Regions from separate parts of the Mus musculus genome. Here all the other regions are linked to region 7. The links are chromatin contacts, called in public HiCAR-type and promoter capture Hi-C maps. All regions are on one chromosome and are shown on one strand. The core of a region is the stretch at or near the end of the contact, and the rest is flanking DNA. Distances in the headings are between cores, read along the strand shown.

What was found. Promoter capture Hi-C pulls out the DNA fragments that hold promoters and counts their contacts. HiCAR-type assays count read pairs that join an accessible place to other places. Capture Hi-C pulls out chosen DNA fragments and counts their contacts.
Region 1: a contact with region 7 is called in a promoter capture Hi-C map of adipose tissue, with 2.7 times the contacts expected there. The contact joins the promoter of Tmem115 here to the promoter of Dhx30 in region 7. A contact is called at or near these places in 2 of 39 promoter capture datasets (erythroid cells and pre-B cells), 1 of 115 datasets of contacts at active chromatin or transcription factors (large pre-B cells) and 1 of 9 other capture datasets (adipose tissue).
Region 2: a contact with region 7 is called in a promoter capture Hi-C map of pre-B cells, with 4 times the contacts expected there. The contact joins the promoter of Hyal3 here to the promoter of Dhx30 in region 7. A contact is called at or near these places in 3 of 39 promoter capture datasets (cranial neural crest, frontonasal cranial neural crest and pre-B cells).
Region 3: a contact with region 7 is called in a promoter capture Hi-C map of pre-B cells, with 9 times the contacts expected there. The contact joins the promoter of Rbm6 here to the promoter of Dhx30 in region 7. A contact is called at or near these places in 2 of 39 promoter capture datasets (liver and pre-B cells), 2 of 115 datasets of contacts at active chromatin or transcription factors (astrocytes and embryonic stem cells) and 1 of 9 other capture datasets (pancreatic islet).
Region 4: a promoter capture Hi-C map of adipose tissue shows a contact between it and region 7, with 2.6 times the contacts expected there. The contact joins the promoter of Gnai2 here to the promoter of Dhx30 in region 7. A contact is called at or near these places in 1 of 115 datasets of contacts at active chromatin or transcription factors (astrocytes) and 2 of 9 other capture datasets (adipose tissue and liver).
Region 5: a contact with region 7 is called in a promoter capture Hi-C map of liver, with 2.4 times the contacts expected there. The contact joins the promoter of Rassf1 here to the promoter of Dhx30 in region 7. A contact is called at or near these places in 3 of 39 promoter capture datasets (embryonic stem cells, erythroid cells and pre-B cells) and 1 of 9 other capture datasets (liver).
Region 6: a contact with region 7 is called in a HiCAR-type map of astrocytes, with 3 times the contacts expected there. The contact joins the promoter of Rbm5 here to the promoter of Dhx30 in region 7.

What each region holds. Positions count from the first base shown.
Region 1 is chr9:107,532,580-107,535,279 of GRCm38.p6, reverse strand. Tmem115 (transmembrane protein 115) reads right to left here and starts at 1,335. Exons shown (of 2, transcript NM_019704.2): 1 at 1-1,335. The coding sequence starts at 801.
Region 2 is chr9:107,579,850-107,582,549 of GRCm38.p6, reverse strand. Hyal3 (hyaluronoglucosaminidase 3) reads right to left here and starts at 1,254. Exons shown (of 4, transcript NM_178020.3): 1 at 1,214-1,254. Hyal1 (hyaluronoglucosaminidase 1) reads right to left here. Exons shown (of 4, transcript NM_008317.6): 4 at 1,599-2,700. It overlaps Naa80 (N(alpha)-acetyltransferase 80, NatH catalytic subunit), which reads right to left and starts at 1,881. Exons shown (of 2, transcript NM_019750.4): 1 at 1,615-1,881.
Region 3 is chr9:107,871,510-107,874,211 of GRCm38.p6, reverse strand. It overlaps Rbm6 (RNA binding motif protein 6), which reads left to right and starts at 1,393. Exons shown (of 21, transcript NM_011251.3): 1 at 1,393-1,563.
Region 4 is chr9:107,634,084-107,636,783 of GRCm38.p6, reverse strand. It overlaps Gnai2 (guanine nucleotide binding protein (G protein), alpha inhibiting 2), which reads left to right and starts at 1,441. Exons shown (of 9, transcript NM_008138.5): 1 at 1,441-1,684. The coding sequence starts at 1,567.
Region 5 is chr9:107,550,219-107,552,918 of GRCm38.p6, reverse strand. Rassf1 (Ras association (RalGDS/AF-6) domain family member 1) reads right to left here and starts at 1,364. Exons shown (of 6, transcript NM_001243748.1): 1 at 1,073-1,364. The coding sequence starts at 1,322. Zmynd10 (zinc finger, MYND domain containing 10) reads right to left here. Exons shown (of 12, transcript NM_053253.4): 9 at 2,510-2,635; 10 at 2,300-2,421; 11 at 2,054-2,179; 12 at 1,598-1,958. The coding sequence ends at 1,883. It overlaps Gm34106 (predicted gene, 34106), which reads left to right and starts at 2,082. Exons shown (of 2, transcript NR_168657.1): 1 at 2,082-2,222.
Region 6 is chr9:107,769,703-107,772,402 of GRCm38.p6, reverse strand. Rbm5 (RNA binding motif protein 5) reads left to right here and starts at 1,401. Exons shown (of 25, transcript NM_148930.3): 1 at 1,401-1,518.
Region 7 is chr9:110,116,285-110,118,984 of GRCm38.p6, reverse strand. Dhx30 (DEAH (Asp-Glu-Ala-His) box polypeptide 30) reads left to right here and starts at 1,369. Exons shown (of 23, transcript NM_001252682.1): 1 at 1,369-1,627. It also overlaps Gm10615.

The sequences.
Region 1 (2,700 bases), core at 86-2,585, 2.6 Mb after region 7:
GGACGACGGCGCTCCCACATCGTAGCGCTTCACTGTCTTCTGGCATATCTTTACTTTCACCAGGAGGCCGTGCACCAAGTTCGCTAGCAGCCCCACCACCGGTTGCAGGATCTCCGGGAAGAAGGTGGCAAAAGCAAAATGGTCAGCCATGTCCCCTCGGCCCCGGCTATGGCGCTGATAGAAGCGAAGATACACCCAACTGGATAGCAGCCCAAAGCCGTAGGAAGCCAGGGCTGGGCTCTGGAGCAGCGTGGCCAACCGGAGGAGTAGCAGCAACGCCAGCAACAGCATGGGAACGACGCTGACGCGGACCTGGGGCACTCGCAGAACCACACAGTCTCCCATAGTTTGCTTGAGGGCTACCAGAACACCACCTAGGAAACCCAGGGCGCCGTGGATACGAATAGTGAACAGGTAAACCAAGTTGAAGGAAGCCATGTAGGTGAGGAGGTAGGCGAGGGCCCCCAGAAGCCCCACTGACACATTCACCACCGAGAAGAAGATGAGCAGCTCCAAGGCTCCCCAGAGGGGCTCCAGTAATCGCCCGGCCACAACCACTGTGGCCAGGCTAATGGCCACGTCCCACACGTGCTGTTCCATGAGCCCGTGGGTGGCCAGGGTCCAGATCCAGAAGTTGGGTGGGAAAAGGTAGCCTGGGGTGACGGCCAGGCAGCCCGTGTCCACAGCGAAGGAAAGCAGGTAGAGAAACAGTACCACGGCGCACAGTGCCTTCACCACCACGCTGGCGCTGGCCAGGATGGCCCCCAGATGTTGGCGGGCACCAGGTAGGGCGCGTTGCATCTTCCTGGCGGACGTTGGCTTAAGGGAATGTGTGGAAGGTGGCCTAGGGGCCTCCCCGGGGCCTCGTCCCAGTTCGGCCCCGACGGGAGGCCCGGGCCCGGCTACTTCACTGGCTTCTGTTCCGTGGGAAGGCTCTGGTTCCGGTTTGATCCGGTTGTAGTTCCAAAGCGAGGAGAAAGTCTTCTTGCCGGGGACCTGTCGTTAGGCCCTGGGTAGCTTGGGCTCGCCTGCCTGCGGGTTCCGTCGGCCCAGCGGCCAGGCTAGCGTTAATCTCAAGGCTAGGCTTCCTCCATCCACTCTGAGACTCTGCGATCTGCGGGGAACTGGTGCCTCGTTCCGGCCCAAGTCAAGCCCGTTTAGCTCCGGCTGGGCTAGGGTTTTGGCTTGACGGTACCTCCTCCCCTCTCCGGGGCCGACAAACAGGGGCGCCGCGCCTGCGCGCCCCCGCCGGCGGCCGCGGCAGTACGCCCTCTGAGCGCTTGCCTTCCGGCTTCTCGGCATGCTGGGATACGGAGTCCTTGGGACCTAGCCGACCGGTTTCTTCATAGAACCACAAGTCCCAGAAGCTGTGCGCCGACCGGTCCCGTAGAGTGTACGGGCTAGGGAGCTTGGGAGTTGTAGTTTTCAGTGCTTACTCCTCCAGTTCTTAGGAGTTATGGAAGTTGAGATCAGTATTCCTGATGCAGTAAAGGGAGGTGTTAAGTGGGCGGGTTCAAGAGGTAGCACCGCCTTGGGCCACACACACTTGCTCAATTCTTTGGAGGAGATTGGCTCTATTTAGGATTTGTACAGGTACAGCAGTGTCTTTGTAAGCAGGTACATAAGAATGTGAACGGTTCTGATGAGTTGTACCAACGTGTGTGAACTAACCAGAAACTGTCGTCTGGCAAGTGAAGCCTAAGATGGGCTTGTTCAGTCATTTGTAGTCACTGTGTTATTGACCAAGTTCCCCGCTGCAATTTCAGGAGCCTTAAAAATGATGATGATGGCAGGCTCTTCCTATCTTAACGATCAAAGAAGGCAACTGTGTAAACGACTTGCCATTGTTGTATTGGGTGTTCGTTCACATTGTCCTTGTTCCAGCGAATTGTACTTGTAATTGTACATGAACTTTCCACCTAAGGGGGAATAAGGGTCAAGGCTGTGCTACTTCAGCGACTCTTTTCCCACTTGATTCCACTGGACAGAGAAATCTCCCTTGAGCTGGAGCGATGGATTAGCGGTTAAGAGCACTGACTGCTCTTCTAGAGGACCTGGGTTCAATTCCCAGCAACCACATGGCAGCTCATAACTGTAACTCCAGTTCCAGGGTTTCTGACACCCTTACACAGACACACATGCAGGCAAAACACCAATGAACATTAAAGAAAAAATATATTTAAGTCTCTCTATAAGTGCCAAGTTGGTCTAGGCTCAACTTTATGCTATAGTGGCTGTCAACAGGGTGTTTGAGATGTATTTAAAAGTTATTTTATAGCCGGGCGTGGTGGCACACACCTTTAATCCCAGCACTCGGGAGGAAGAGGCAGGTGGATTTCTGAGTTCGAGGCCAGCCTGGTCTACAAAGTGAGTTTTAGGACAGCCAGGGCTATACAGAGAAACCCTGTCTCGACCCTCCCCCACCCCCAAAAAAGTTATTTTATTTACATGTATGTGTGTCTTTGTGTGTATATGCCGTTAAGTGTGCAAGCCACCACAGAGGCCACAGCATGTCGGAAGCTGGATTTCTGAGCCACCAGATGTGGGTGCTGGGGTACAGGTTCTCTGTAAGAGCATCAGGCATTATTAACTATGGAGTCATCTCCCCAACCCTGAGATTTTTGTTATATATATATATATATATATATACACACACATATATATATACACACATATATATGCATATTTTTAAATGTGATT
Region 2 (2,700 bases), core at 5-2,504, 2.5 Mb after region 7:
CTAGAGGAGACCCATCCCAACCCCTGTGAGGAGAACTCATGGAGACTAGCTGAGTGTCCTGACCCAACACTGGAGGGAAGCTGGCAGTACTAAGAAATGCTGAAGGCTGGGCTCTGGCTACAAATCTCCTATCATTTGTCACACCTCACTATGTCAGGCTTGCCACCCTAGCCCACTTGCTCACCATTTTTTGTTTTGCTTGGGTTCCCTCTCCCCGTCCCCCCCACTTCTCCAGGGTATGTATAGCCTGTGTTTGCCTCAAAATAGTGACTTAAGTGCCTCAGCCTCCTAGTAGCCCATGACTGTAGCTTGCTGGCCTTGGCAGACAGTGCAAACCAGCCATCATACTTTTAGCTTGCCCCCACCTGAGTTTTTCAGAAGACCTCTCCCAGGAGTCACCCCCACCTCCCACACCCCTCCTCCCCCTATACAGACAGGTCAGCTCTCCTCCAACCCTGAGCTTTTTCAGTTATCTGAGCCACAAAAGTGGCTCCTGGGACACTCACACCCACCCCAAACAGGCTCAACCCCCCCAACCCCTTACTGCTTTCCCTCCTCGGGACACGGAACCTGTGGCCCTCCGTTCCAATCCGTCCAATTCAGGACACTTTGGCCTTGGGTCCTTCTGTCCCTACACATGGGGCTCTGATGGTACTGCCGTGGAGCTTGGCCCATTACATAGAATGTGGCTTTTGCAAGTCTGCTTGCCTCTGGTCTGAGTTTCATAGTCACCCTGATAAGGACCATGGCTTCCTTCCTAAATCTACAGGTGTCCAACGGCCACTACTTTGGGGACCTGGGCCTCCCTGCTGAAACTCCACTGCACTGTTTTTTTTTTTTTTTTTTTTTTGGTTTTTTTGTTTGTTTGTTTTTTTGAGACAGGGTTTCTATGTGTAACTGACCTGGCTGACCTGGAACTCACTTGTAGGCAACAAAGATCTGCCTGTCTTTGCCTCTAGTGCTGGGATGAAAGGTGTAGACCATAATGCTCCAGCTAGAAACTCCATTGTTTACCTGCCTTATTCTAGGATCTGCTGGCAGGAGGGTCTATGTTGGGGGATTTCTTGCAGTGGATGGACAGTGGGTCCCACTCCTTTACTCATTTACTGTAGGACGGGCCTCCTGACTCCCTTTCCCAAATTTCCCTGAGCCTGAGGACAGCCCTCTCCCCCCTTCCCCCCAAATCTCAAACACCAGGCTTTAAGCCTCTTACCTGGCTCAGGTGGCTCCGCAGACACAGTACTCCCTCCCCAGCTCCCACACCTTCTAAGTAAGGCCAGGAAGGAGGAACCTTAGGGTCCGCCCCTAGCTCAGAGCGCCAGGGTTCCCCCCCCAGACAGGTTTAACCCCTTCATTGCGGACCCCACCACTGTAAGTGGAGCGAAGCTTCGGGTCTTCAGGGAGAGTCTGCACTTACCCCTTGTGGGCCATGGGCCATGGATCTTTTGGGAGTGGGGGTTTTGAAAGCTCGATTATGGTGGGTGTGGCTTAACAAGCACTAAGCTCTAAGGGAAAGGGAAACACTGGGAAGACTTGAGCGACACTGTAACTTTGGGGACCACAGGCGCAGGGTGGATAAACGGGCAGCATGTGAGAAGTGAGGGTGATACTGACATGTTAAAGCCGAATTCCGGGATGATCCACGTCCTGCCTGCGCTCGGTCGGGTAACTCGCTGTCTCTGGCTCCAACTCCTCGGTCTGCCTACGCTGGTCCCAGCAGTACGGAGGACTCACTGCAGTCTTCGCAGGAGACAGAGCACCTCCTCCTAAGTTCTCAGTGCCCGCCCGGAACGTCCCTACCTAGACACCCCGCCCCTGGTTCTGAGCGTCACAACAGAACTCCTGTAGGCCCATTCTGTCCCTGGCTTCTTCCCTTCCGGTGGTGACTGGCAACTAGGCCCGTAGTTTCCTTTCGTTGGCTCCGCCTCCTCTTGGCTCTAGCCGGCTTCTAGCAGCTTGCCTGTGTTCAGCTCCGCCTGCCCCTCTCCTAGCTCCAGGCTCAAAGAAATGAGAGTTTCACTTTGTTTCCGCTCTTGTAGGGTCTCCAGTCCTCGTGGGTTGGTGGAAATGGCCTGATCAGGTGGAACTTCCTCCTGATCATGGAAAGCAGTCGTCTTCAGACAACACAATTGGATGAAAGTATAGAGCCTTTCCAGTGCCTTCTGGGTTCTGAGACCTGCCTATTTTAGGAGCTAATTAAACAGCTAAGTAATATAAGACAGCTTTGTTTGCCGGGTTGAGTGATGCTAGTACTCTGAGCAGATTCAGGGATCCTATAGAGTGATGCTTGTGTTTCCCCAGCCCTCTGAGGGTACCATCAGCATGCAGTAGGTGTGCAAGGTTCTATCTTTGGAGCTAGATAGCCTAGATTTCAAAATGCATCTCTCCTGGTTGGTTGGTTGTTTTGTTTTGTTTTTTGTTTGTTTGGTTTTTTTTGTTTGTTTTTTTTGTTTTTGAGACAGGGTTTCTCTGTGTAGCCCTGGCTGTCCTGGAACTCACTCTGTAGACGAGGCTGGCCTCAAACTCAGAAATTGGCCTGCCTCTGCCTCCCAAGTGCTGGGATTAAAGGCATGCGCCAACAGTGTCTCTCTGTGTAGTCCTGGCTGTCCTGGAGCTCAATATGTAGACCAGGCTGGCCTTGCCTCCCAAGTACTGGGATCTAAGGTGTGCATCATCCATGCCTGGCCTTGCTTGTCTCTT
Region 3 (2,702 bases), core at 144-2,643, 2.2 Mb after region 7:
ATTATCCTCAAGGCAGGAACATGGCATCCAGGAAGACATGACTTAGGAGGAGCTGAGAGTTCTACATCTTTACCTGAAAGCTGCTAGCAGAATACTGACTTCCAGGCAGCTAGGATAAGAATCTTATTGCCTACACCCACAGTGACACACCTACTCCAACAGGGTCACAACTTCTAATAGTGCCACTCCCTGAGCTGAGCATATGCAAACCATCACACAGGGGTTCCTTTTTGTAGCCCAGACTGTACTAGAACTCACTCTGTAGAACAGGCTTGCCTTGAACTCAAAGGTACATCTGTTTCTGCCTCTGGAGTGGAGGGATTAAAGTATTGCACCATCACTTCCTGTCTCCATGCCCAGCTTTTTCCAGTGGGCATTTATGGCAGCAGCATTTATTGATATTTTATTTGTCACATATGTACAGTCCCCTCAGAGGCTAGAAAAGAGCATTGGATCTCTTTGAACTGAAGGAACAGAGGATTGTGAACCGCCACGTAGTTTTTGGGAATTGAACCTCTGGAGAGCAACCAGTGTTTTTAACTGATGAACTGTTTCTCCAAGTGTCTTTCTTTGACCTTGAAGAATCGAATTAGGCTACAATATCATATATCGCCAGGGCATACACACAAGGCACCAGGTGGCTGGGATAAGCAAACCCCTCACAATATAGACAATCTACCTGAGAACTTGGGAGTCAGGTAGATCATTAGCTGGAAGATTCTGGAAGAGGTTGCGTATCAACAGTTACTTTGCTTTCTTTCCGTTAGAATTACGATGTGCAGTTTTTGTGGCGAGTCACGCGTGTCTACATTTATTGCCTAGAGCTAGCGGGACCTGTAGAAACAAGTTTTATTATTTTTTTTTAATGGGTTGAGCTACTGAACCTTTTTACACGGATGATTTCCGCCTGGAGTGTTTGACCAGAAGTCTGTCGGAAGGTAAAAAAGGACGAGTCTTTGGGTCCTAATACTTCAACTCAAGCAGTACTTTTGCATTTATTCTCTGGACTTAGGTAGAAGGGGTCTTATTTATGTAGCCGAAAAGCCAGCAGCCCTTTGCCGTAACGGAATAAGACCGGAAAGATCTCCTCCCATTTTCTGCACCCGAACTGACAATCTCTCTCTTTCCCAAGGGGCAAGGCAGGACCGTCCCCCAGCACCTGGCAGGGTGTGTCACTAGGCTGTCTAAGCCACCCGGACCCCTTGCACACTTGCGAGGAAAACACCAGAGAAGCAGTGACAGCACTGAAGCCAAACCATAACTCCCGGCAGGCCCTGCGGAGAAGCGTGCCTTCTAATTGGGCAGTGGCTAACAGCGTGCCTTTCCATTGGGCAGCAGCTCCACCAGCCGTCAAAGCCGCTGCGCGCAGGGCACGGCGGGAGAGGAGGCCGCGGGATTTGCGGCCGTACTTCATCTCCCGGCGGGCCCAGCGCTGAAGGCGGTGGCGCGACGCCTTTGTGGAAGCCGGAGCCCACCGGGAGGAAGTTCCGGTCTCCGGGACGCTGGGTCCGTGGCGGCCTCTGAGGAGGAGGAGAAGCGGGCCGCGGCGGCTACGCTGCTTTGGTAAGGGCCCAGGCTAGGAGAGAGGGCGTGCCCGAGCTTCTGGGACGGGGTCAGCGGGCCTGGCGGCTCTGGAAATCGCGGGCCCGCGCGGCCTAGCAGCCGTGGCTTCGAAGACACGGGGCGGCCGCGGCCTCGCTCGCTTGCGAAAACAGTCGTGTGTCGCGGGAGGCGCCGCTCGCGGCAGGAACGCCCCGGAACGGTCGCGGGCCCGGGGCGGGGCCCGAGGCGGCTGTAGAATTACCGGTCCCAGCGCGGAGCGGCCAGCTGTGGGGCGAGGGACCCGCGCGTGGCAGCGGTTCTGGCGCTCAGCTCTGTGGTGCTGCAGGAGAGATTTCTTTCTCTTTCCCCTTGTGTTTGTGATCTTGTCCTGAGAGACATCACTAGATACGGAACTCTTGTGCCCTGCAAGTAACCTTGGCCGCCCACCCAGACACCCAACCAGGAAGGTGCGAGAGTTCAGAACCTGGCCCACGGGCCCGTAGAACCGGGAGGTGGGCGAGGGTGACTGGTGGGTTCTGTACCGGTTGGGCGAATGTAGGAGGAGAGTGATGTTCCCACATATTCGTGCTTTAGATTCCTTTTGGCGTTGTTAATAATGTGCTTTTCTTTTAACTTTATAATTGACGTTGAGCTAATGAATTCAAGTGTGGGGTTGCGTTTCTTAATTAAAAACAAAAGGCCTTATTTGTAGAGCACATATACTTGAGGTAGTTTGTATATTTTCTCCTCCCCCTCACCCCCACCCTAGGCATTCTTATTAATTTCAGACTAATTGGATATAAGTTAAGGAGTAGGTTTTTTTTTTTTTCTTTTTTATCCGCTTGATCACCCAGGTCATTTTCTGAACTCTGGATTGTGCCTTAGGATTGTTAGTTTTCAACTTCCTGTTGACTAAATATGTCACAGTTAACATTACTAAGCTTGTGAGAATCAAAGGGGAAAGTGTCAACAGCTAATGACAATGTGGAAAGTAACTTAGCACTAAAATACTAACTTGAGGAAACATAGTGGTTGAATCTACTGCCAGGCTTAGTGGAGTTTAATCCTGAAGTTTAGGAGGATGAGGCAGGAGGATGTCAGGTTTGAAGCGCCCTAAGCTGCATTGAGACCCTAAAAACTTTGAGTCTGAATTTTATTTA
Region 4 (2,700 bases), core at 192-2,691, 2.5 Mb after region 7:
TTGTCCAGGTAGTGCTGTTCTCACAGGAGGCTGTGTCCAACTCTTTTTTTTTTAAACATTTATTTATTATTATATGTAAGTACACTGTAGCTGTCTTCAGACACCCCAGAAGAGGGTCTCAGATCTCATTATAGATGGTTGTGAGCCACCATGTGGTTGCTGGGATTTGAACTCGGGACCTGCGGAAGAGCAGTCAATGCTCTTAACCGCTGAGCCATCCCTCCCGCCCCCCATTTATTTATTATTACATGTAAGTACACTGTAGCTGTCTTCAGACACACCAGAAGAAGGTGTCAGATCTCATTAAGGATGGTTGTGAGCCACCATGTGGGTACTGGGATTTGAACTCAGGATCTCCAGAAGAGCAGTCGGCACTCTTAACCGCTGAGTCATCTCTCCAGCCCTGTGACCAACTCTTAATGGCAGTGTCCTTCTCTGGCTTTAGTCTGGGGCCACTCAGAACACCTTGCACACTTCAATCGTCCAATCAAAGTTGGTGGGTCATAGGCCCCTCTTAAAAAGCAGATCACAAAGATTGGAAATAGCTCCACTTCCACCTTTGCACAGCCACAGGATCACAGCCACTACCCAGAAGAGACATGGAACTGAAGAAGCCTCTAGAAGCTGACAGAGGATGGAAGGAACAGATTATAGGATCATGGCAACGTTTGTTTCCTTAAGTCCAATGACAACTCTCTCTTGTCTATCTCTCCTAGAGTCCAGTCTCATTGGTCTCTGGTTGAAGCCCCGGATTGCTGCCTGCAGGAGAAAGGTTCCCAACCTATCAGGCAAAAGGACGACGTTTAGATGACAGAAGATAGTCCACTCAAAGGTGTAAAGGCGGCAGTGAACTCTTTTTGTTTTTAATGTGGTGCAACCTACACAGAAGAGGAGGGGGCGCTGCTTTAAAGAAAATCGAGGTCCAGAAAGAGATCATGTGACCCTCCGCAGAGTTTAGTAGATCTCCAAATAAGTTTATAGGCTCAGTTTTAGCAAGTGAAGAAGACACACCTCCTCCATCTTACTCTCATAATTCACAAATGCTCAGAGTCCTGGTTTCTATTTGGCCTGTGGCGAGGGCAGGTAGTCCTGACCCTTGGGCTACTAGATCAACTAGTCCTACAGTCCAGAAACAGAGCCTCAGGCTCTCAGCATCCAATCGGAGACTAGCTCCTCCTGCAGCCCGCCCAGAGGCCTAAGCCTGTGTTAGCTCTACCCTTGGTGTCTTCCCTCGTTGCGGCCCCGCTCTCAGCTTGCGCCTAAGGCTGGACTGAGCCTAACTTCTCCCTTGGCTCCGCCCTCCAACCAATCACCATCCCTAAATTTCCTTCGGCCCCTCCTCCAGACCCGCCCCGGCCCAGTCGCGGGCTTGGTTCGCCCGGGCCCCACCCCTGGCCCGCCCCGCCGTCGGTGCGCGGCGGCCGGGAAGGCGCCTCCCGCAGTCGCTCGGAACTGCGGACCTGAGAGCTTCCCGCAGAGGGCCGGCGGTGGGAGCGGAGTGGGTCGGGCGGGGCCGAGCCGGGCCGTGGGCCGTGTGGGGGCCAGGCCGGGCCGGCGGACGGCAGGATGGGCTGCACCGTGAGCGCCGAGGACAAGGCGGCAGCCGAGCGCTCTAAAATGATCGACAAGAACCTGCGGGAGGACGGCGAGAAGGCGGCGCGGGAGGTGAAGTTGCTTCTGTTAGGTGAGGCAGCGCCCCGTTCTGGGACCCTTGACTCTCTACGCTAATCCCCAGACAAGGACCTGAAACTGCTCAGCCTGGCCTTGCACCCTACACCTGCGCTTGAAACCAGTAGGAGCCACCCTTTTAAGATCCGAAACTCTGGATTGGTCTAGATTTATAATCCTAGTCCAGACTTCATTCAGACCCTCAACTCATCCCAGATCCCACACACCAAACCTTGTATGACTATCTCCCCCCCCCCTTGTTATCCAGTCTCAAGAGAACTCAGACCCTGCCGTGTATTTCCGCACTTTCTCAGGCTTTTCTTAAACCCTCAGCACCCTGCCGGCTCCCACCTTCAAGCCCCACCTGTTCTATTTCTCTTGGCACGAGCATTCCTTGGGACCCTGGTCAAGCCTCGACCCACTCCCTCTTTTCCTTACTCTGGGATCTGTATTCTCCCTCTTTGCACTCTGACCCTTCAAGAACCTCTTTAAGAGGGAAACTGACTACTCTCAAGTTCTCTGTAGCAGGATTCCCCGCAGGGCCTCTGTTCCAGGTCACCAGATCTCTCTTTCTCTCTGTGTGTGTGTGTCTCTCTCTCTCTCTCTGTCTCTCTCCCTCCCTCTCTCTGCAGGTATCAACCCCCAAATCATCTGCCCCTCTTTTAAGGCTTTTCTCACACTCTGCCGTTCCCTTGCTTCTGCGCCCTCCTGCCCCAGGTGGGCCTTGTTGATAGGAGGAGGGGCACCAGGGGCTGGGGTGGGCCTAGGCTGAGCTGGGCAGACCCTTTGCAAGAGGTTGGTCTGACTCTGAGAGTCACACTGGGAAACAGGGGCCAGGCCTCTAGCATTTGCGGGAAGTTCCATTCCCTGGGATCCAAGGCTTGTCTGGGCCAGGGCCAGGGGAGTCTGGGCAATAGGAGGGAACATGGAGGAGTTAGGGTTGTTGTCACTTCCAAGGCCAAGGAAGATGGTGGCTGCTGGGATGGGGGGGAAGTGGAAGTAGTGAACCAACCGACATATTGCTGCCCCTGT
Region 5 (2,700 bases), core at 115-2,614, 2.6 Mb after region 7:
GTAAGCCCAATCTGAAGCAAACCCTCCATTTGCCTTTGGTTTCTTCCTTATCTCCCAAACTGTCTTGCTTCCTAGACAAGAACCCCAGAGCAGCTTTCTTTCTCCTTGTGAATGCTGAGATGCCGCAGCTCTTGCTCTCATGTGGCATTCTGTCACAAACTGCTACACTAGCTGAGTTTGTGACATACTTGTATAGTGAATGAGATGATCTGGAGGCACACACAGGCCTACAGTGCCATTTTTAAGTTCCTATATGGCCCAAAGCACCGATTCTCAACTCAAAACTATACATCAGAACTTGGGAGGCAGGGGCAGGTGGGTTGCTTGTCACAGCCTGGTCTGCATAGAGAGTTCTAGGCAAGCCAGGGCTGCAGAGTGAAACCCTGTCTTAAAACACAACAAAACAACCAAAAAACCAAACCAAAACAGAAAAACCAGGATGCCTAAGGTCCACTTTCAACAACGGAGTCAACAAGTCTGAGAGGAGAAGTAGGCGCGAGGAGACTGGAAGGTATATATTGTCCTGCGTGGTTCTGTTTGCTGGTAATTCCTAGGTCAGAAGGACCACTCATTGTGTGTGTGGCTGGACTCCATGTTTTAGCCTCTGCATCCTTGACTCAAAACAACCTTGACTGAAGTTTCAATAGAATTCCTACTAACAAGGAGCCTAACTAAGGTTCTAACTTTTTCTGGCCCCCTATTAATGTGGGAGACGTCACCCAGGAATCTAGAGGGGGAACACAGTGAGCCAATCGTTGGGAAGAGGCGGGCCTCGGAATGTAGGCTCAGAGCTCAGCAGGCACAAAGGCTTTTCAAGAAAGGGCACAAGCACTTTAAAGACAAACTTGAAGCACCTTCTTATTCACAGACAACTAACTCTGCCCAACTGTGCACGGACAGAGCGTGACAAGTGATAAACCATTTTCTCAAGCACTCTCCCTGATGGAGCAAGGCCAGGAGATCTGGTCTGCAGGATCATCACAACTGACCAGCCCTCCACTGCCGCTTGACCCGCAACTATGGTGCTGCCTCCCTTTCCGTAGTCGCTGGCTGTGTGGGGCCGCTTACTCACGCGCGCACTGTAGGCCCTTGCGCACGACGCCCCAGATGAAGTCTCCACAGAGGTCGCACCACGTGTGCGTGGTGGGCCCTGCAGGCTGGAAACGGTGGCCACGACCCGGGACGTGCTGCTGTGACGGATTGCGTGTTGTACCCGGGGCGATGCGCAGAGCGTTGGCACGCTCCAGCCGGGTACGGCCTGGACCGATGCGCCCGGACGGTGCCAGCTCGCGTAGTTCAATGAGTTCTGGCTCCGCCGACATGGCCCGGTCAGGCCGGTGCTGTAGCGGACTAGCAGCTAGTGAGTACCGAGCGGGCGAGGCCGCAGGGCGGGCCGCGACTTCGGCACCGCCCCCAGGATCCAGGCAGGGCGGCGGGAAAGAGCCGAGGAGGACGCGCTGGAACCCTAGGCGAGCCGACCGTGTGGACTTGTGGGCGGGGCACGGCACAGGGGTGGGCCCTTTCAAAGAGCCCCTTCCCAATCTTTCCGTCCAGTCTTCTCCCCCGACCCCAAGGATGACTGTACAGCGCCACACTGTTGCGTTTCATGAGTCTGCTTTATTGTGCGAAAGGAAGAGGGTCTCCACATCCGGCCCTTGCTTACACCCCCCAACCCTGTCTGCCAGTTTGCTGATGCTGTGGCCTGGTCCTCTGCGTATTCGCTGGGTGGGGCAGGAAGTGAAGAGTGTGGTGGTTTGCAGCTCTACTTGACTCAGCTGTGCTCACCAGGGAAATTGAGGTCTGACAGGGGCGAGCCACGAGTCCCTGAAGCTCAGTCACAGTCTGGGTGCGCTCTTCTGTCGGCCCTCGGCAGCTACGGCCTTCACTTGGCTCTGTCACCTTGGGCTGCTAGAACACATGTCTTTCCGTGCTTCTCCCAGTGCTTGACTTGACACTCCCTGCAGCGGGGTGGGTTGCATGACAATGACAGGGCTTGTAGGAGAACCCAGGGTTGGAGCTTAGGGGGGCAACTAAGGTCCCAGGATCGCCTCACCTGCAGCAATACCACACATTCTGGCATCTGGAGCAGCGCTTGGAGGCCTCTGCGTTGCAGTAGCCGCAGCGGGGCCTCTCCGGAGCTACTGCCTCTAGGACATCCAGCCTGTAGGTTTCAGCCCACCTGGGGGAGGAGTCGAGAAGAGCTGAATGGACGGACCGGGCAGGTAGGTGCACAGAAGCACTAGGTGACCTTCCCTCCTTGGTCCTATGCACGTGACTTCAGCCACTCAGTGGACTTTACCTCTGTGCTTGTTGACGAAGATCCTTCTCCGAGAGGCTGAATACGTGCTGAAGCTGGTGCTTGGCGATAGCCTGCCATTTCCCTTTGTTCTCTCTCTCCAGGCGATCCCAGATTTCTGGGATCTAAAAAAGTGTAATGGAGACAGGGAGGAAGGAGCCGGAAAAGTGGACCACCGTCCCAAGCACTCCCAAGCATGTTCTAGGGCCTTACCTGTTCTAACACTAGGTCCTTCTTAGGGGGCTGGGTTTCAGCCAGGGACAGGTGGGCCAGGAAACCCTTCAGATCGGCAAGATTGGGCAACTGGTCGAGTAGTGTGTCAGTGAGGAAGGCCTGAAGCTGCAAGAGATCCAGGGAAGGCCATTGAGAAACTAACTGTTCCTAGCCAGAGGGCCAAGAGACAG
Region 6 (2,700 bases), core at 152-2,651, 2.3 Mb after region 7:
AGGATGCCATTCATCCCTGGATGGAATCTGTCTAGGGATAGGGGAGTAGCTTTTGAGTTTAAAATTGAATTGGCAGCATGGTGGCTCACCTTTAATCCCAGCAACCAGTGAGTGAGTTCTTTATATCACCCTGGCTTTCCTGGAACTCACCTTTTTAGACCAGGCTGGCCTTGAACTCAGAGATCCAATTACCTCTGGGATTATAGGCATGGATCACCACACCCTGCTATAAGTGGTTTCTATGATCTGCAGACAAATGTATATTTTCTGCGGTTAAGTGTGTTATATATACTCAACCATAATTGGGCATATCTTAACATTTACATAATTGTATACTGAGAATACATAGATACAAAAGAAAGATGTTGAGTATGTGTTCCTTCAGCTGTGTTATCAGGCATTTCTAGCCAGTTTCAGTCACCCTAATTCCTGCACACCGTTATTCTTATCAGACTTGTAATCCCAGAAGGAGGTGAAAACTGGAGGGTCAGAAACAGTCCCACACTAAGGAGATGGATCTTGGTCAGTCTACATTGTGAATTCCAGGCTAACCAGAACTATAGAGACCCTTTCTAAAGAAAACAAAAGGGAGGGAAGGGAAGAAAAATTAAAAAAAAAAATGAGGGAAATCTGCTCCCTAATAACTACATATGCAGAGGACAAGTTATGGCAACTGGATGACAATATCTCCACAAAAAGCAGAGAGAGGGGGGGGGGGAACCTCTAGGGTTTTGTCTGTTTTGTTGGATTTTTTTTTTTAATGTGTAGTTGGGTGATGATTTGGTTTGAATTTGGGCTGCTTTGCATTTACTTATTGTTGGTGTATTTGAACACACATCCATGTTTGCCACATCAGAAGACTACTCTCATGCGTGGTTCTCTTTCCATCCTGTGAATTGCAGGGATGGAACTCAGGGTTTTAGGCTTGGCAGTAAGCCTTACCTGATGAGGCTATCTCACAGGCTTGGTTTTATTGTTGTTTTGTTTGCTTGTGGCAGGGTCTTACAACAAAATATCCCTATTGTTCTGGAGTTCATATTCTAGTGCTGGCATGGCTTCTGAAAACAAGCTAGTTCAGTTTCCAGTTTACCGAATTATTAGCTCTGTATGTTTGTAAAACGACTAGGGAAGTAATCCGTAGTATGCCTTCTCTACGAACTGGATTATACGTTTTACAGTGTGTCAAGCGCTGGTAAAGTTCACATCCGGGTTCTCAGAAGCTGAATGGCAGCTTTGTCATGGAGCAGATGAAATACGCAAAAAAATTAACGCAGGGTATAGTGACAGGCTGCCTGGGCGACCACACTTCCCGGCAGCCCTCGCGCAGACCGGCACCCTCGCTGATTGGACGCCTCTGGAGAGGCGGGTAGGATGGGAGGTGGGGGAAGGTCGACGCGCGAGGGACTGTGGGTAGGAGAAGACGGTCGGTGGAGACGCCATTTTGTGGAGCGGCCGAACCTTGTAGGAGGTTCTGGGGCGCAGAGCCGCTACTGCTCCTGCTTTGTTCCCTCTGTGGGGGTGAGTGCGGCTGCCGTCCATTACACCCCAGTGATTTTGCAATTGGTGCTGTCCCTTAAGTCTGCCTGTCAGCCGCCAGAGGTGACCGCTCAGCCGAGTCTTTGAAGAGACTAAACTAAGCAAGCGCTTGAGGGCCGCGCCCCTCCTCGCCTCTGGCTCTGCTGGCTTTCATAGGTTGCCCCCTAGCCCGGTCCTCGACCCGCCTCTTTGGAGTTGTTTGTCTCTTGCTGGGACGTTGTCCCGAATCCCCTGTCGTGCGGAGCTGTGGAGCGCCTGGCAGTCTCTTAAGCCATCATCGCCCTGAGTCTCCAACTGAATCTCGCTGTGCGAAAGGTGGTTGGGAATGGGTGTGGGGAGGGATGGATGGAAGATAAGAAAGATGGACTGAATGCCGGATTCAGTTGCGCCGCCATCTCGGCTGCGATACCCCGCGGAGGTGGGCATGGGCAACCTCCCTGGGAGGTGGGTGCGGGCATCTCGGGCGAAAACAAGGGACAGCCGTAGCCGTTCGACCCCGGAACTTGACCCACTAGATGTCTCTTATTTTTTAAGTCAACGAATGTTTGTTAAGTGCTTGCTTTAAAAGACCAGATTCTAGAAATGGCAGTAACTATAGTTTCTGGGACATCACAGGCATCATAGCTGTGTGATGTTTTATTACGGCCAATCGGCCGGGGAAAGGCTGTGGGTCACTCGGTGGCCTGTTGTCGATCAGGGCTGGTCCAAGACATAGGTGTTATTGATACACAGATATTAAGCCGAGTCAAGGTTTGGTCTTGTCTTACTGAAATAAATTGAGATCAGGCGATGTGTTATATATGTAAATTTCAATCAGATCAGCATTCCAGCTTCTAAGTTTTTGTCAGAAAAATTTGAGATCGTGTTACAATTTTAGTGTTGAATTTTATATTAACGAAGACAGTTGGATGAATGCTTTAATCATTGTCCATCTCAATAAATAGCGTTGCTTTGGTTATGAAAATCAGGAGCTTTTTGCTTTGTAATTGTAGTGGGAGTGTCCAAGGTGTCTAAAGCCTTCACCCTTCTTGAGTTTCTTATTGAATATATGATCTTAATATGTTAAAGTGACCTTCATCTTCCTGCTTCTTAACACAATTATGACTTAGTGTTGACAGCCTCCTTTTCCTTCCTCTTTTTAGTCATTGTTAAGTATTAGCCACA
Region 7 (2,700 bases), core at 120-2,619:
TACCAAACATGTTGGGCACTGCAGGGATTTCTATGTTTTGTTTTCAAGAAGCAATTCTTTGTTTCACCTCCTTCATTTCTCCTAGCCTTCTGTGCAATCTAGCAGGAAAATAGCAACTAGTATACTTTCCTTCCTTCCTTTTCTTTCCGTCTTCATTTGAAACAGGGTCTATGTTGCGCTGACTGGCCTGGAACTCTTCAGATCAGAGATCTGCATGTCTCTGTCTCCAGAATGCTAGGTTTAGAAGCATTTCTTGCTATGCAATCCTGGTTGGCTTCTAATTCCCAGTTGTCTTGCTCCAGCTTCGGACCAGCTGAAGTCACCTGTGCTGTGGCACACAGCTAACAATACATTTAAATGGCTGCACAAAAAATAGCATAGGAAAACGGACTGGAGATATGGTTCAGTGGTTATGAACACTTGCCTGATTAGTAGTTTTGTTGTTGTGTGTGTTTTGGTTGATTTGACACAAGCTATAGTCATTTGGGTAGAGAGAACCACAATTGAGAAACTGCCCCCACCAATCTGGCTTTTAGGCAGGGTGGAGGTTTTGGGAGGGTGCCTCCCCTGGGGAGATAGTAAATTCTGGGGCTGTTGTATCAGCCATGAGGCAGTAAGCAAGGGTTCCTCCATGTCTTTTGTTTCCATTCCTGATATGACATTACTCAGTGGCAGGTTGTCACCTATAAGGTGAGAAGTGGTATTTTTACCTCAGCAATAAAAAACCTAAGATAACAGCTGGCCGACAACAGCCTGTAACTCCAGCTTCCAAGGATCTGATGCCATGTCACTTGGTACCACACACATGCACATAGAATTTTCTTCGTCTGTTTTAAATTACGAGCTATTGTATTAGTTCTCCAAATATCACGAAAGGGCACATCCTCAAATATTGTCTTCCCAGCTGTGAACTACTGCCCAACGCCACTGAGTTTCCTTTATCGACGGCGGATTTCATTGAACCCATGCTTCACTCTGTTCAGAGGACAAACAGGCAAACCCCCTCCCCTCGCTCCTGAGTGTCGATGTGGCCTAGACTCGCAGTCGTCCCTCACCACAACCCCCCGAAGCCAGCAGCAAGCGCTACCCTGTCCTTTGCCTGGTTTATGTCTCTGTGAGGCAAAATCGCTCACCTCCCTAAAAGTGCAGAAGACCAAGGGGAGACGCAGGAGAGAAAAGGCGCGACGGACACAGAGCTGCGGCTGGGGATGGAGAGATGAGCCTGAGATGGTCACCCGTCCCCAGCTCCCGCCGGCTCTCGCCGGCTCCCACGGCACAGGCCACGCGCGTCCCCGGCCGCTCCGCCGGAAGTCCCGCCTGTGTCTGGGGCTACAGCCGCGCTCCCTCCAGCCAGTGCCCGGGTGCAGGCGCAGACTGACTGTCTCGCGCTGTGGGCTGAGGAACACTAGAGACAACCTAGGCAGCCGAACCCATCGCGAGCCCCAAGGCAGCGGCAGCCCGCACAGAGAGCCAGGCCGAACAGAGCCGGGGCCGCAGGTGGGACTTCCGCCTCGGGACCCGGAAGAGACCGCGCCGTCGCTGGTGGGAGTTGTAGTCCGGCCGTAGTTGGGGGGGCCCGCGGCTCATGCGCCGTGCACCGAGGCTTGTTTCACATCTGTAACAACAGGTGAATTGGGCTTTTTATTCTACCCTTTCGCGCCCCTTGAAGCAGCCTGACACGGTCGGGGGTGGTCGGCGCGAGGAGGGGTCCCGAGTCCGGCTAGCGGCCTGGCAGAGAGTGGGAAGGAGGAGCTGGCGAGCCCGAGGAGCAGGCCGGGCATCCTAGGCCTGCCCGGGAAGCCGGCCGGGCCGAGCCGTGGGCAGCCAGGCCTCGGCCTGCCGTTGCCATGGAGCCGGGGCGGGGCGGGGGCCAGACCGGTCCGCCGGGGCGGGCCTCACTGCCAGGGGCTCAGCGGAGGCCGAGAGAGGCGGCTTCATTGGCTCGACGACGCCTTCGCCTCAGGGGATGCTCGGTTTTCCCCAGGCTGGGCCCGGAGGAAGTCTCCGGAGTGCCCGAGACCTTTGTCTGCCCCTCCTCCCACTGTGCGGGTCAGGACCGTTCCTCTAAAGGGAGGCCTTGGTGCATTTTTGACTCTTCTGGTTTGCCTCCTTTTGCACCGACCTTGTCAGTGGGGGAGGCTAAGGGGTGAGGTGTTCTTTGTTTGCTGGTAGTGACTTGTCCCATTTTGCAGGGGAAGACCTAATGCATGGTGGGTCCTTTGTTTGCAGTGAAGTGGAGTTCCCAGGGGTCTTCAGAATCCTCAAGCCAAGAGTACAGCGTCTATGTGCTTTCTAGATAGTCCTTGTGTAAGCAATATTGGTCTTTTAATTGCGGCTTTCCAATGCAGAGACTGTTCACCTTACAACCCCCAGTTCATGGGTGTTCGCCATGCATGGTAGCAAATAAACTGCTGCCGTCCAGCTGCAAGGTCTCAACTTGTTTTTGGATGCAACCTACTGGCCAGAGTAAAATTACACCTTTTCTAATGATTTTCCTTGCAACGGTTTCTTGGAATGCAGTGACCCCAGCGCCATGTGCCATGCACCTCTTGACTACATCTTATAATTTATACTTAAATCTCAGAGTCTGACATTTCCAGGCAGGAGAACTCTTTCCTGATTTTATTATATATTATTATTTAGATTTATGATAATGCTTTTTACTTCTACATTTATATATTCTTTGACAAAGTTTCTATG